Regions from separate parts of the Ovis aries genome. Here region 2 is linked to region 1. A link is a contact called in public Hi-C data. All regions are on one chromosome and are shown on one strand. The core of a region is the stretch at or near the end of the contact, and the rest is flanking DNA. Distances in the headings are between cores, read along the strand shown.

What was found. Hi-C and Micro-C count contacts between places; a contact is called where the count stands out from the background.
Region 2: a contact with region 1 is called in a Hi-C map of liver, with 4 times the contacts expected there. The contact joins two enhancer-like sites. A contact is called at or near these places in 12 of 16 Hi-C or Micro-C datasets (blood, hypothalamus, liver and 7 more).

Annotation. Positions count from the first base shown.
Region 1 is chr15:51,174,020-51,179,833 of ARS-UI_Ramb_v3.0, forward strand. All of the region lies in intron 8 of FCHSD2 (FCH and double SH3 domains 2), which reads right to left. Among named protein-coding and RNA genes, the nearest start is that of ATG16L2, 100 kb to the left of the region's middle. Within about 2 kb of position 1,977, at least 1 of the 54 cell types and tissues checked has an H3K27ac peak or open chromatin away from gene starts, as enhancers often do. A contact at or near this core is called in liver, where this site is marked.
Region 2 is chr15:51,388,060-51,394,656 of ARS-UI_Ramb_v3.0, forward strand. No RefSeq gene overlaps it. Among named protein-coding and RNA genes, the nearest start is that of FCHSD2, 37 kb to the left of the region's middle. Within about 2 kb of position 1,827, at least 20 of the 54 cell types and tissues checked have an H3K27ac peak or open chromatin away from gene starts, as enhancers often do. A contact at or near this core is called in liver, where this site is marked.

The DNA.
Region 1 (5,814 bases), core at 727-3,226:
GCTCAGCTGGTAAAGAATCCCCCTGCAATGTGGGAGACCTGGGTCCAATCCCTGGGTTGGGAAGATTCCCTGAAGAAGAGAAAGGCTACCCACTCCAATATTCTGGCCTGGAGAATTCCATGGACTGTATGGTCCATGGGGTTGCAAAGAGCTGGACATGACTGAGCGACTTTCACTTGATGGCTGAAAAATATTACATTTTATGGATATGCCACATTTTGTTTATTTATTCATTAGTTGGTGAATCTTCGGGTTGTTTTCACTTTTTAGCTATTATGAATAATGCTCTGTGGACATCTGTGTACAAGTTTTTGCTTGACACCTGTTTCCAATTCTCTTGGGTTTATAATTAGTAGTGGAATTGCTGGGTCTCCCGATAGAAATTCTATGTCTAACTATTTAAGGAACAGACAATCTGTTTTCCACAGTGGCTGCACCGTTTTACATCCCCATTAGCAATATATAAAGGTTCCAGTTTCTCCACAATCTCAACAACATCTGCTATTTTCTGTTTTGTTTTGTTTTTTAATTATTCAAACTGCCCTAGTGGTATCTCACTGTAGTTTTGATTTTGCATTTCTCTAATGACTAATGGTGTTGAGCGTCTTTTCAAGTGCTTATTGGCCATGTGTATATATTCTCTGAAGAAAAGTCTACTCAAGTCCTATACACACTTTTCCAAAACTTTTCATCTTATATTGGAGTATAGCCAACTAACAATGTTGCGATGGTTCCAGGTGGACAGCAAAGTGACTCAACCATACATATACATGTATCCATTCTCCCCTAGATTCCTCTCCCATCCAGGCTGTCACGTAACATTGAGCAAAACAGCCCTGTGCTACAGGATAGGATCTTATTGGTTATCCATTTAAAATATAACAGTTTCCACTCATTTCTACAATTGGTGTTGTCTTTTTGTTGTTGAGTTGTAAGAGTTCTTTATATATTTAGGTACTATTTATATATTTGGGCTTCCCAGGTGGCACTAGTGGTAAAGAACCTGCCTGTCAATGCAGGAGAAGTAAGAGACAAGGGTTCGATCCCTGGGTGGGGAAGATCTCCTGGAGGAAGTCATGGCAACCCACTCCAGTATTCTTGCCTGGAAAATCCCATGGACAGAGGAGCCTGGTCGGCTACTGTCCATAGGGTTGCAAAGAGTTGAACATGGCTGAAATTACTTAGCACTTATTTATATATTTGGATACATATATATTACTAGATGGACCTCCCCAATGGCTCAGAGGGTAAAGAATCCATCTGCAATGCAGGAGACACAGGAGGCTCAGGTTTGATCCCTGGATCAGGAAGATTTTCTGGAGAAGGAAATGGCAACCCACTCCAGTCTTCTTGCCTGACAAATTCCATGGACAGAGGTGCCTAGAGGGCTACCGTCCGAAGAGTTGCAGAGCTGGACACAACTGAGCGACTAAGTACATCTTACTAGATATATGATTTTCAAATATATTCTCCCACTTTGTGGGCTACCCTTTTACTCTATCAATAGTGTCTTTTGATGTACAAAAGTTTTAAATTTTGTTGCGGCCTAATTTATTTTTTTCACTTGTGTTTTGGTGCTATATCTAAGAATTCTCAATGGAGGTTTTATAGTAAGGAAAAATATTGTTTCTTACTTTGGTTATTTAATTAAACATTTACTATAAAACTGACTTAAAACCACAAATTGCGTCCTCAAAGCAGTAATACAACTGCACGTTCCATTGTGCTTAAACCACTAGATGGCACCAGCAAGCACTATAAATATAGACAGTACAAATTCCTTAAGATTTCTTTCCATGAGGTTATTATGTAACATCCCCAGAGAGACTGCTGGTGTTAAGTCTGAATAATAATTCTTACCTTACAACTACTTTTCATGAACTTATTAAAAAATGAACATACAACTGATATGAGGTTTTTGCTTTAGAAATGCTCTTGGTAGATGGTCATAACCTTGTGTTTGCAGGAAACCACTGCAGCATTTTATTGAACATAGCAAAGGGCAATACAGGCATCATGCGGTGCCACCCCCAGAGTTTCCAAGTAGATTGGGGGTGGGGCCTGAGAATTTGTACTTTCTAACAACTTGCTGCTGGTGGTCTGGGGACCATACTTTGACAACCACTGGACTAAATGAAGAGTCATTTTAGCTGATTATGTTGAATATTTACATAGACTTAGATCCTGGTGACCCTGTGACTCCAGCACAGTGACTGGAGGTAGAAGTCCATCGTGAATGGGGTCAATAGCACCAATATATCAATTAGGCAGAGGAGCAACTGAGAACCATGCTCTACTTCAGAGTTATAAAGGCAGCATGGGAAAGAACTTGAGTTCTGAAAATAAGCTGGGTATGGGTTAGAATCTCAGAACTTTTACTTCATCATTTTGAAGGTTCTCTCTTCTATAAATAGGGAAAGTGGGAATACCACATACTCCATGGGACACTGTAAAGATCAACTAATGCAAGGAAATGGCACAGTGTTAGTCTCCTTTTTTGCTTTGCTTAAAAATCTTCAGTGGACTGGCTACATATTGATAATCATTAAAGCTGAGTAATGAATACATGGGGGTCATTCCATTACTATTTTTACTTTGGTGTATATGGGAAATTTTCCATAAAAAAGAAAATCTGAATACCAGACTAGAAAGAAAAAGTGGTGCTATCAGCCAAAATTTTAAGCTCCCACTATACATTGTGAAAAGTTAAAATTCTTTAGCTGGTATCTAAGATCCTTTATAATCTAGTCCCAAACTACCTCTCATCAGTATCATCTCTCATCACTGTTGTCTGTACTGTACTCATATCCAAACCACAAGTCATTCTGGAAAATGATATTTACTATCACGTTTCCAATTAAGTTATTCTCTTAGCCTGCAATGTCATTCCCCTTTTCTCACCTACTCAAATAGTAATAATGATGGCTAACAGGCAACTAATATTTATTAATGGCTTACTAATGTTGCAAATGCTTTACAAAACTGATTTAACCAGTTCCTCCTTAGTGTTTCTATAATTTGTATATTGCATGGGTGTTACTGCAAGTCATGGATTAAGTCTTTTTCAGGCACAGAGCCTGGCAGATAGCAGATGCTCAAAGATATTTATAGAATAAATGAAAGAATACTTTACTCTATAGAGTTTAATATAGCAACAAAAATGCCCTGAATTAGACAGCTTATAGGCAAGCTCTGCGTGTGTGTTTGTGTGTGTGTGTGTATGCGCGTGCACGTGCACCCATGTGCACACACACGGAGTTGCTCACTTATGTTCAACTCTTTGCAACCCTATGGACTATAGCCTGCCAGGCTCCTCTGTCCGTGTAATTTTTTGGCAAGAATACTGGAGTGGTTTGCCATTTCCTACTCCAGGGGATATTCCCAACCCAGGGACTGAACCTGGAGTCTCTTGCGTCTCCTGCATTGGCAGGCGAATTCTTTACCACTGCGCCACCTTGGAAGCCCACAGGCAAGTTATTCTCACTGTATTCCAGTTAAGAGAAAAACGTACCATTAATCATGTACCAAACACAGTATAGGCATCTCTTGGCTTCAGCAATTCAAACGAGGCTTAACGAATTTACATTAGGTAGGAGGTGGGTCAAGTGATTGAAAGTCTCTTCTAGCAGACAGAGATTAAATCATCATGTTCCCCAGAATATGATGAGAATATTCAGAATTCTGGGAACCCTACCAGAACTCCCCAAATTTTATAGGGTTACAGAATTCATTAACTTACCCATGTGCCAATTTTTCTGGTTGATAAGAATAAGATAGCTGGAGGCCTTCTGGCCTAGGTGTATTATTGCTCATGTTCATAAAGTTAATGCAGGAGGTATAAAAATTAAGAAATGGTTAGAATTCAAAGCAAAAGAAGTGGATGATTACCCCTTGACTGGCTCTACCCCTGCCTCAAGTTAACTGCAATTGTTTGAACCAGTGATGGTGCTGAGAGATGAAGTTCAAAGCAATTCTGGGTAGTACTATCTCAACCTGGTTTGCGTTTAGTAGGTAGATTGTATATATGGACTTTGATAAAAATCCAATAGTTAAAAAGAATTAGTTCCCTAAAACAGAATGAAATACTGGGAAACAAAGGACAGAGCTTGAAAATGCTTTATAAAAACTCTTTCATCACAGTACTTATCCTTATCACACAGAGTACTTTATCGCTATCTATCATAGTACTTAGTAAGTATATCATTTGGATTATTGCTGCAATCTCCTATTCCTCGGCATACAGCTGTCCCTCCCACCAACTCATTTCCACACTGCAGATAGGAGATGCTCCCAAATTGCCTATTGGAAGGGCTGATATAAGCTACAATTACCATCCATCACCCTTTAGTAAGGAGTCTCTTAACTGCAGATAACAAAGATTCAACTCAAAGTAACTTGCACAAAATGGGAGTTTGTTGGCTCAGGTAAACAAATCACAAGGACAAGATGATGCTTGCTCAGAAACTACCAAATTCAAGGACAGTCTCTGCCCCTCTTCTCTACTCCTCACTCCCAGCTTTACTCTGCCAAGTTTCTCATCACTGCTTTTCCCTGTGAGTTGGTCTGAGTTCCCTAGTGGGAAGAATAGGCCATTTTCAACTTATCTTTCAGCTTCCATCCCAGGGATGACCTAATTTAGGTCAAGTGCCAAAATCTGCCCAGTAACCCTGAGGAAGGGACAGGGGTGTGATGCTCTCTCTTGCATACCAGCTTGGCTTGTAAGTTTACCCCTGTGGTCAAGAAAGTAGGATTTGAGGGAGAGAAGGCATGCAGAGTCATATATGTTTTATGTCTTGGGATTCCACATAAAAAATGCCACTACTAAAATGGTTTGGAACTACTGCATCAGACAAAGTTTTGTGAAATTAATTTCTTTTCCAGCTTATACAAATTTTTACCAGTGTTACATAACATCATTAGGCTTACTTTTCTGATATGGGACTTGAGTGTGGGCTCATTTTTTTTTAGCATGTGAATTCTGACTGGCATATTATTTGTTTAACAGATACATATTAAGTACTACCAGTATGTCAAACTCTGAACTCAGCACAGAAGACACAGTGGTAAACAGACAAGATCCTTCCCTTCACGGAACTTAACAAACCAAAACGAAAGACAGACAAATAGGCATTATAAGTGCCTATTTTATGCTAAGATTTTATGCTATCATTAGGAGTTATGAAGCAAAAAGACAGAGGGCTATCCCGAATAGATAATGATTAAGTGAAAATCTTAATAAGCAAGAGTTAGCAAAACCAAGGAGGAGAGGGACAGATAGAAATCAAGAAAGAGGAGAAGCCTTTGTGAAAACCTAGAGGCAAAAGAGGAATATTGGAAGAACTAAAAGATGTACATTGTTGGGATAACAGGGAAGAGAAATGGGGAGAATAAGTGAAGAACCAAGAGGTAAGCCCTGGCCAGATCATGCAGTCAGAAAATTTTTTGGTTTGTTTTGCTTGTACTTTAGTTTAAATGCAATGAGTCGTTAATGAACATAGTCTAGCAGTCAAGTAAAATACGTGGTTTGGGAACATTCTCCTAGCTGTACTGTAGAAATGGGTTGGCAAGATACAGGGCAATAGGAGATTGCTGCAATAACCCAGATGAAACAGGATGTCTGGAAGGTAGTAGATAAGTAAGAAATAAAATTAACAAGATTTAGTGATTAACTAGATGTTGAAAGAAAGGCAGAGGGGAAAGTAAACCTTTACTTCCAAGTGTCTGATCTAGGCAGGTGAGTGTATTATACACTGCGCCAAGAACACAAGAAGAAGCGCAGTTGGGAGAAGAGAATGGTTTAGCTCAAGAGACAGT
Region 2 (6,597 bases), core at 577-3,076, 210 kb after region 1:
TGGCCCCAAGTGGCCCTATCAAGCTGGGAGGACGGTGACTCTGCATCTTCTCTGCTCCTGGTCTAAAACCACCTGGGCAGGGGCATCAGTACCAAAGTCATTTCTGAGACATGGGCACAAAACTACCTAGAAGAGCTGGTTGGTCACCTCCCACATTCTGGGCTTTATGCCTCTGCTAATGCATCCAGACATCAAATCCACCTTTGTGCTGGTCACGTTCCACTGTTTTCCTCTCATCTTAGACTCCAAGGATTTATAAATTTGATCTAAGTACAAGGTCTTTTTAAAATTTCCATCTTTTAAATATTAGCAATTCACAGAGGCATATACAGTTTATGAGCAGCTTCTTCCGCATCATCTCCTTTCATGCTTAGTGCAGTTTACTGGACCTCACAGAGATGGCTGATGTGAAGTGTTCCCTGGTGAGCCTGATCATGTCAGGGGAGATGACCGTGAGCATTAGGTGGACAGGATCCTCTGCTCCAAGCAGTGGTGGATATAAGACCATGGGAGCCCCCAAAAATGGAGACTGTGTAGCCTACATGAGGGTCCAGAGGGGTTCCTGAGGGCTGCCTCAAAGGCAGGGTTCTAAGGGCGAGTCTGATTGGGAGCCCACAGAAGGGGAGGATGAGTGGAGACTGCCTGGTTTAGGCGGAGTCCTTCCTGAGGCAGAGAGGGAGCCAGATGCATTGAAAGTTCCCCCACCAGCATTTGGGCCCCCTCAAATGAGGATTACCACCCCTCCTTCCTTCTCATTAGCAGAGGAGAAAATGAAGGCTCAGCCAAGGCTAGAGCTGAGATCTCCCAGATGGGCCCCCTAACCAGGAATCTTCGTCAAACCTGAACCAGGCGGGCTCTGGAGTCTATCCTGAGCTCCCTTTGGCTGGAGGAGTAGGCCCACCCCTGCCCTCTTGAGGCTCCTCTTGGGGAGATGGACTTTTTCATTTTGTGTGAGGTCATTCAGGCAAGCAGATTCCAGGAAGACAGATGGTGGAAATTCAGGCACAGGCAGTGAGCCTGTGGGCATCAGTCTGAAGCTGGACAGGGATCCCAGTCTCTGGGCATGGGATGAGTTGCTTGGGAGCTGGGTCTGGCTGCAGATCAGAAAACTGGACCCACCCCAGCCCAGGCCAGGCCCAAGGGTGGGTCCAAGCTAAACCTCCACACAAGGGTCCATTGTGGCCGCTCAGCCTAGCCCTGGGCTCCGCCAGCCCTTCCGGCTCCCGGAAAATGCTTCCCGTCTGGCAGCTCCAGGAGCGGCCTGTCCTTGGCCAAGGCACTGGCCCCACACCCAGGCCTCCCTTTCCCAGAGGTATCCTGACGCCAGCTGCTCAGAACCCTTGGATCTGGCTCCCATTTCACAGCCAGTGTCCTTGAGGCTCAGGGGTTGGGCAATGGCCAGAACAGTACCCCTGCACCAGAATCCAGCACTTTGGCCAATTTTTCAGCTCTCAGTGCCCACAGGAGGCAGTAGGATTTGGACTCATAGAGGGAAGGTGGCTATCCCGACATATAGCTGATAGTGGCAGAGTCTAGGTGAAATGACTGTGCCCAGGTGTTTGCCCATTCTGGACCTCTCAGGAGACATGGGCACTCTTAGTTCAGTTGTGTGGCCTTGTAAGGATCGCTGTTCCTGTGTATCTGGGCGCTGGGAGGATCACCACTGTCAATCTAGGCCTGACATTCTGAGCTTTTAAATTAGATATGGACACACTGAATAGGACGAGAAGCAGCTCTGGAATTTAAGGGTTTGACAGCCTTGCACCATCTCTGTGTGCCAGGCTGCACCAGGGCCAGAGGCTCCAGGGCTTGAGGGTTCCCAGCTCTTGCCTTGGCTGATAGCGCCACCTGGGGCCCAATCGGCGGGACCTGAGTCCAACCGGGGCTTTGCTCATTGAAGGATCTCTGTGCCTCCCTGTGGTAGGTACTAGAATAATGAAGGAATTCTGGCGCCAGACATGGGAGAGGAGGTCCCCTGAGAGTGACCACTGGGGATGAGGGGCTGGAACAAGAGGCAGTCCAGGAGTGACCAAGAGGAATTACCATCATCCCACCCCCTGCCCCCCAACACTCCTCTAGGCCAGGTCCTGGGGACTCTCAAGGAGTCAATTATGATCTCATAGATAGGGATGAGCTAGAGGTGGGAGCCCAGAGCAAGACACTTGGAGCTGAGTCTTAGAGAATGACAGTAATTTGCCTGTGAACACAACTCAAGCAACTTAGCATGCACTCAAAGGGCATTCCAGGCTCAGGGAACAGCTTGTGCAAAGGCATGGAGGGGTGAGTCTATGTGTGTAAGCTTGAGAGCGACAGAATAAGGGAGAAGAGGAAGTGCCAGGATATGAGGTCAGAAAGGTCACAGCCCTAGGTACCTGGGCCATCACAGCTTCCCCGCGGTTCCCTGTCTCCCCCACTCACCTCCTGGTTGGACCCCTGATGCTGGCAGGTACACAGTCCCTGCCTTGAACTCCAACCCCATCCCCTCTGGGTCAGGTTGTTGTTGTTGTATCATTGCTAAGTTGTGTCCAACTCTCTTGTGATCCCATGGACTGCAGCCTGCCAGGCTCCTCTGTCCATGGGATTTCCCAGGCAAGAATACTGGAATGGGTTGCCATTTCTTTCTTTAGGCGATCTTCCCGACTGAGGGATCAAACCCAAGTCTCTGGCATTGGCAGGCGGATTCTTTACCTCTGAGCCACCAGAAGCCGCTGGTTAGATTCAGTTCAGTTCAGTTCAGTCGCTCAGTCATGTCCAACTCTTTGCAACCCCATGGACTGCAGCACACCAGGCTTGCCTGTTCATCACTAACTCCCATAGTTTACTCAAACTCATGTCCATTGAGTTGGTGATGCCATCCAACCATCTCAACCTCTGTTGTCTACTTCTCTTCCTGTCTTCAATCTTTCCCAGCATCAGGGTCTTTTCCAATGAGTCAGTTCTTCACATCAGGTGGCCGGAGTATAGGAGTTTCAGCTTCTGCATCAGTCCTTCCAATGAATATTCAGGACTGATGTTAGGATTGACTGGTTGGATCTCCTTGCAGTCCAAGGGACTCTCAAGAGTCTTCTCCAACACCACAGTTCAAAAGCATCAGTTCTTCGGTGCTCAGCTCAGCTTTTATGGTCCAGCTTTCACATCCATACATGACTACTGGAAAAACTTTGACTATACAGACCTTTGTCAGTAAAATAATGTCTCTGCTTTTTAATATGCTGTCTAGGTTGGTTATAGCTCTTCTTCCAAGGAGCAAGTATCTTTTAATTTCATGTCTGCAGTCACCATCTGCAGTGATTTTGGAGCCCAGAAAAATTAAGTCTGTCACTGTTTCCATTGTTTTCCTATCTATTTGCCGTGAAGTGACGGGACCAGATTCCATGATCTTTGCTTTGTGAATGCTGAGTTTTAAGCCAACTTTTTCACTCTCCTCTTTCACTTTCATCAAGAGGCTCTTTAGTTCTTCCTCACTTTTTGCCATAAGGGTGGTGTCATCTGCCTATCTGAGGTTATTGATATTTCTCCCAGCAATCGTGATTCCAGCTTGTGCTTCATCCAGCCCAGCATTTCACATGATGTATTCTGCATAGAAGTAAGCAGGATGACAGTAGATAGCCTTGATGTACTCCTTTCCCAATTTAGAACCAGTCTGTTGCTCCATGTCTGGTTCTAACTGTTGCTTCTTGACCTGTATACAGATTTCTCAGGAGGCAGGTCAGATGGTCTGGTGATTGTGTGGGTAAGGTTACCCAGCATCAAAGGTCCTGATTCCTGAAGCCTGTCCTCTTCCTGAAGGCCGGGAGCTAGGTCAGGCTTCTCACAGGCTGATTATAGGGGACACAGTCTTGTGAGCTCTCTGGCCTCTAGGGAGCCCAGCACAGTCCTTGGATCAGGAGAAGAATCTTCAAGCAGTTGTTGAATTCTGGCCTCAGGTTCCTCAACTGTAAATTGGGCATAATCATAGCGCCTATATCATGGGGATGTGGTGAGGATTAAATGAGAAAATGCCTCTAAAGTCACTCATTAGCACCTTGCTGGCATGAGTTGATATTGGAGGTTTTTCCCCATTGTCCATCCCTCTGGGCACATTCATTCCAGAAAGGGAAGCTGAAGAGCTTCAAATCTTGGCCCCTGGGCTGCTTATCCCCAGGCTTCGGTCTCTTTTTGCCTTCCTGAACCCAGAGAGGCTCTGTTGTATACCCAGAAGGGCAATTTGTTTTTTGTGGTCCTCTCTATTTTTTTTTTTTAAGAAAATCCTCAAAAGCAAAGGGGGAAAAAGGGTACAGTGAGCATCCATATGCTGCCCTAGATTCAACAATTAATGATGTGCCTTGTTTGCCGCATTGCTTTCTCTTTCAAAAAATCTGAATCATTTGAAAATGAGTTGCAGATACCATGTCACTAGATGACACCCATACCTGAGCATAAAGCTTCTAAGATTAAGAACACTTTCTTAATCACAATCCTGAGGAAAGAATGAATAATTCCATACTATCACCTAATATCCAGTTCATATTCACATTTCTCCCAATTTTCCCCAAACATATTTTAAAATTATTTTTTCAAAGTAATTGCACCCTTTCACATTCCAACCAGCAATCTATGAGGATTCTGACTTCTACACATCCTCACCAACATTTATCATTCTACGATATTTAACATTATGGTCATCCTTGTGGGTATGATGTGATATCCCATAGCGGTTTTGATTTGCATTTCCTTGATCACTAATGATGTCAGAAATCTATTCTTGTGTTTATGGTCCACTTTTCTATTTGTTTAGCTGTCTATCTTATTTAGAAAAATGTCTAGTTAGATCTCTGCCCATTTTAAATTTTATTTCTTTTTATTATTTAACTAATAGTTTTTATATAGTCTGCCACTGCTGCTGCTAAGTCGCTTCAGTTGTGTCCAACTCTGTGCGACCCCATGGACTGCAGCCCACCAGGCTCCTCTGTCCATGGGATTTTCCAGGCAAGAGTACTGGAGTGGGGTGCCATTGCCTTCTCCAATGCATGAAAGTGAAAAGCGAAAGCGAAGTCGCTCAGTCGGGTCCGACTCTTAGCGACCCCATGGACTGCAGCCTACCAGGCTCCTCCGCCCATGGGATTTTCCAGGCAAGAGTACTGGAGTGGGGTGCTATTGCCTTCTCCATTATATAGTCTAGATTCTATATTTATCTGATGTATGATTTATAAATATTTCTCTCCATTATATAGATTGTCTTTTCATTTTTGGATGGTATCCTTTAAAACAAAAATATTTTTAATTTCGACAAATTTCAATTTGTAAAAAAAAATTTTTTTCATTTTGTTGGTTGTGTTTTTGTTACCATATCTAAGAAACCACTGCTAAATTCAAGGTCCTGAAGATTTACTGTTTTCTTTTAGGCATTTTATGCTTTTAGCTCTTAAGTTTCTGTATTTGATCTTTTAAAACTAATTTTTGTATACAGTGTGAAGGAAGCAGCTGACTGCATTCTTTTGCATGTGGCACCAAGTGTCCCAGCAACACAGAGCTGAGAGAATGAGAAATGCTGGCAGCCTGTTCCTCCCAGGAAGATACCGCAGCCCTGGACAATAGCTCTGGTCTGAAACCTGGGAGAAGCAGGGGCTCCGTGTTCTTAGCTTCACCTGTCTAGAGTGGGCTTCCGTACACTGAGCTGGTAGGGCAGGGAAAGAATGAGTCATGGCCCAAATGCTCCAGACACTAACTGTCCTTGCTAAGATTTAATAGATTTTTAAAATATTTATTTTTATTTATTTGACTGTGTCAGGTCTTAGTTGCAGCATATGGGGTCTAGTTTTCTGATAAGGGATTGAACCCAGGCCCCCTGCATTGGGAGTACAGAGTCTTAGCCACTGGACCACCAGGGAAGCCCCTAAATTTTCTTGAATAAACATCCCCTCATTTGCTATGTGCTGTGAGGGCAATTTCCAGAGAATGACACACACACATCATATATATATGATTTTGAAATATATATATAGTTATGGTTGTTCCACTGAGAAGAGGGTCTGCAGGGCTCCTCACACCACCATTCCACAAGCTGTCCATCAGCTCATTACTTTTTATTGCTGAATAGGATTCCATTGTATGTATGGGCCACAATTTGTTTATTCACTTATCCATTGATGAACATTTGGGTCATCTCCAGTTTGAGGCTATTACAAACAAAGATGCTTTGATTAATTGTGTACAAGACTTTATTTTGACATATGCTTTCTTTTTTTTTAATTAATTAATTTATTTTTTAATTTTAAAATCTTTAATTCTTACATGCGTTCCCAAACATGACCCCCGCTCCCACCTCCCTCCCCACAACATCTCTCTGGGTCATCCCCATGCACCAGCCCCAAGCATGCTGCACCCTACGTCAGACATGGACTGGCGATTCAATTCTTACATGATAGTATACATGTTAGAATTCCCATTCTCCCAAATTGACATATGCTTTCATTTCTCAGGTTCATTCTCTTTTCATTTCATTCCACCTAGAAATGGAATGACTGGGTTATATAGGAGACTTATGTTTAAATTTTAAAAAATTACTAAACTGTGTTCCAAAGTGGTGGTACCATATTACGTCCCCACCAACAGTGT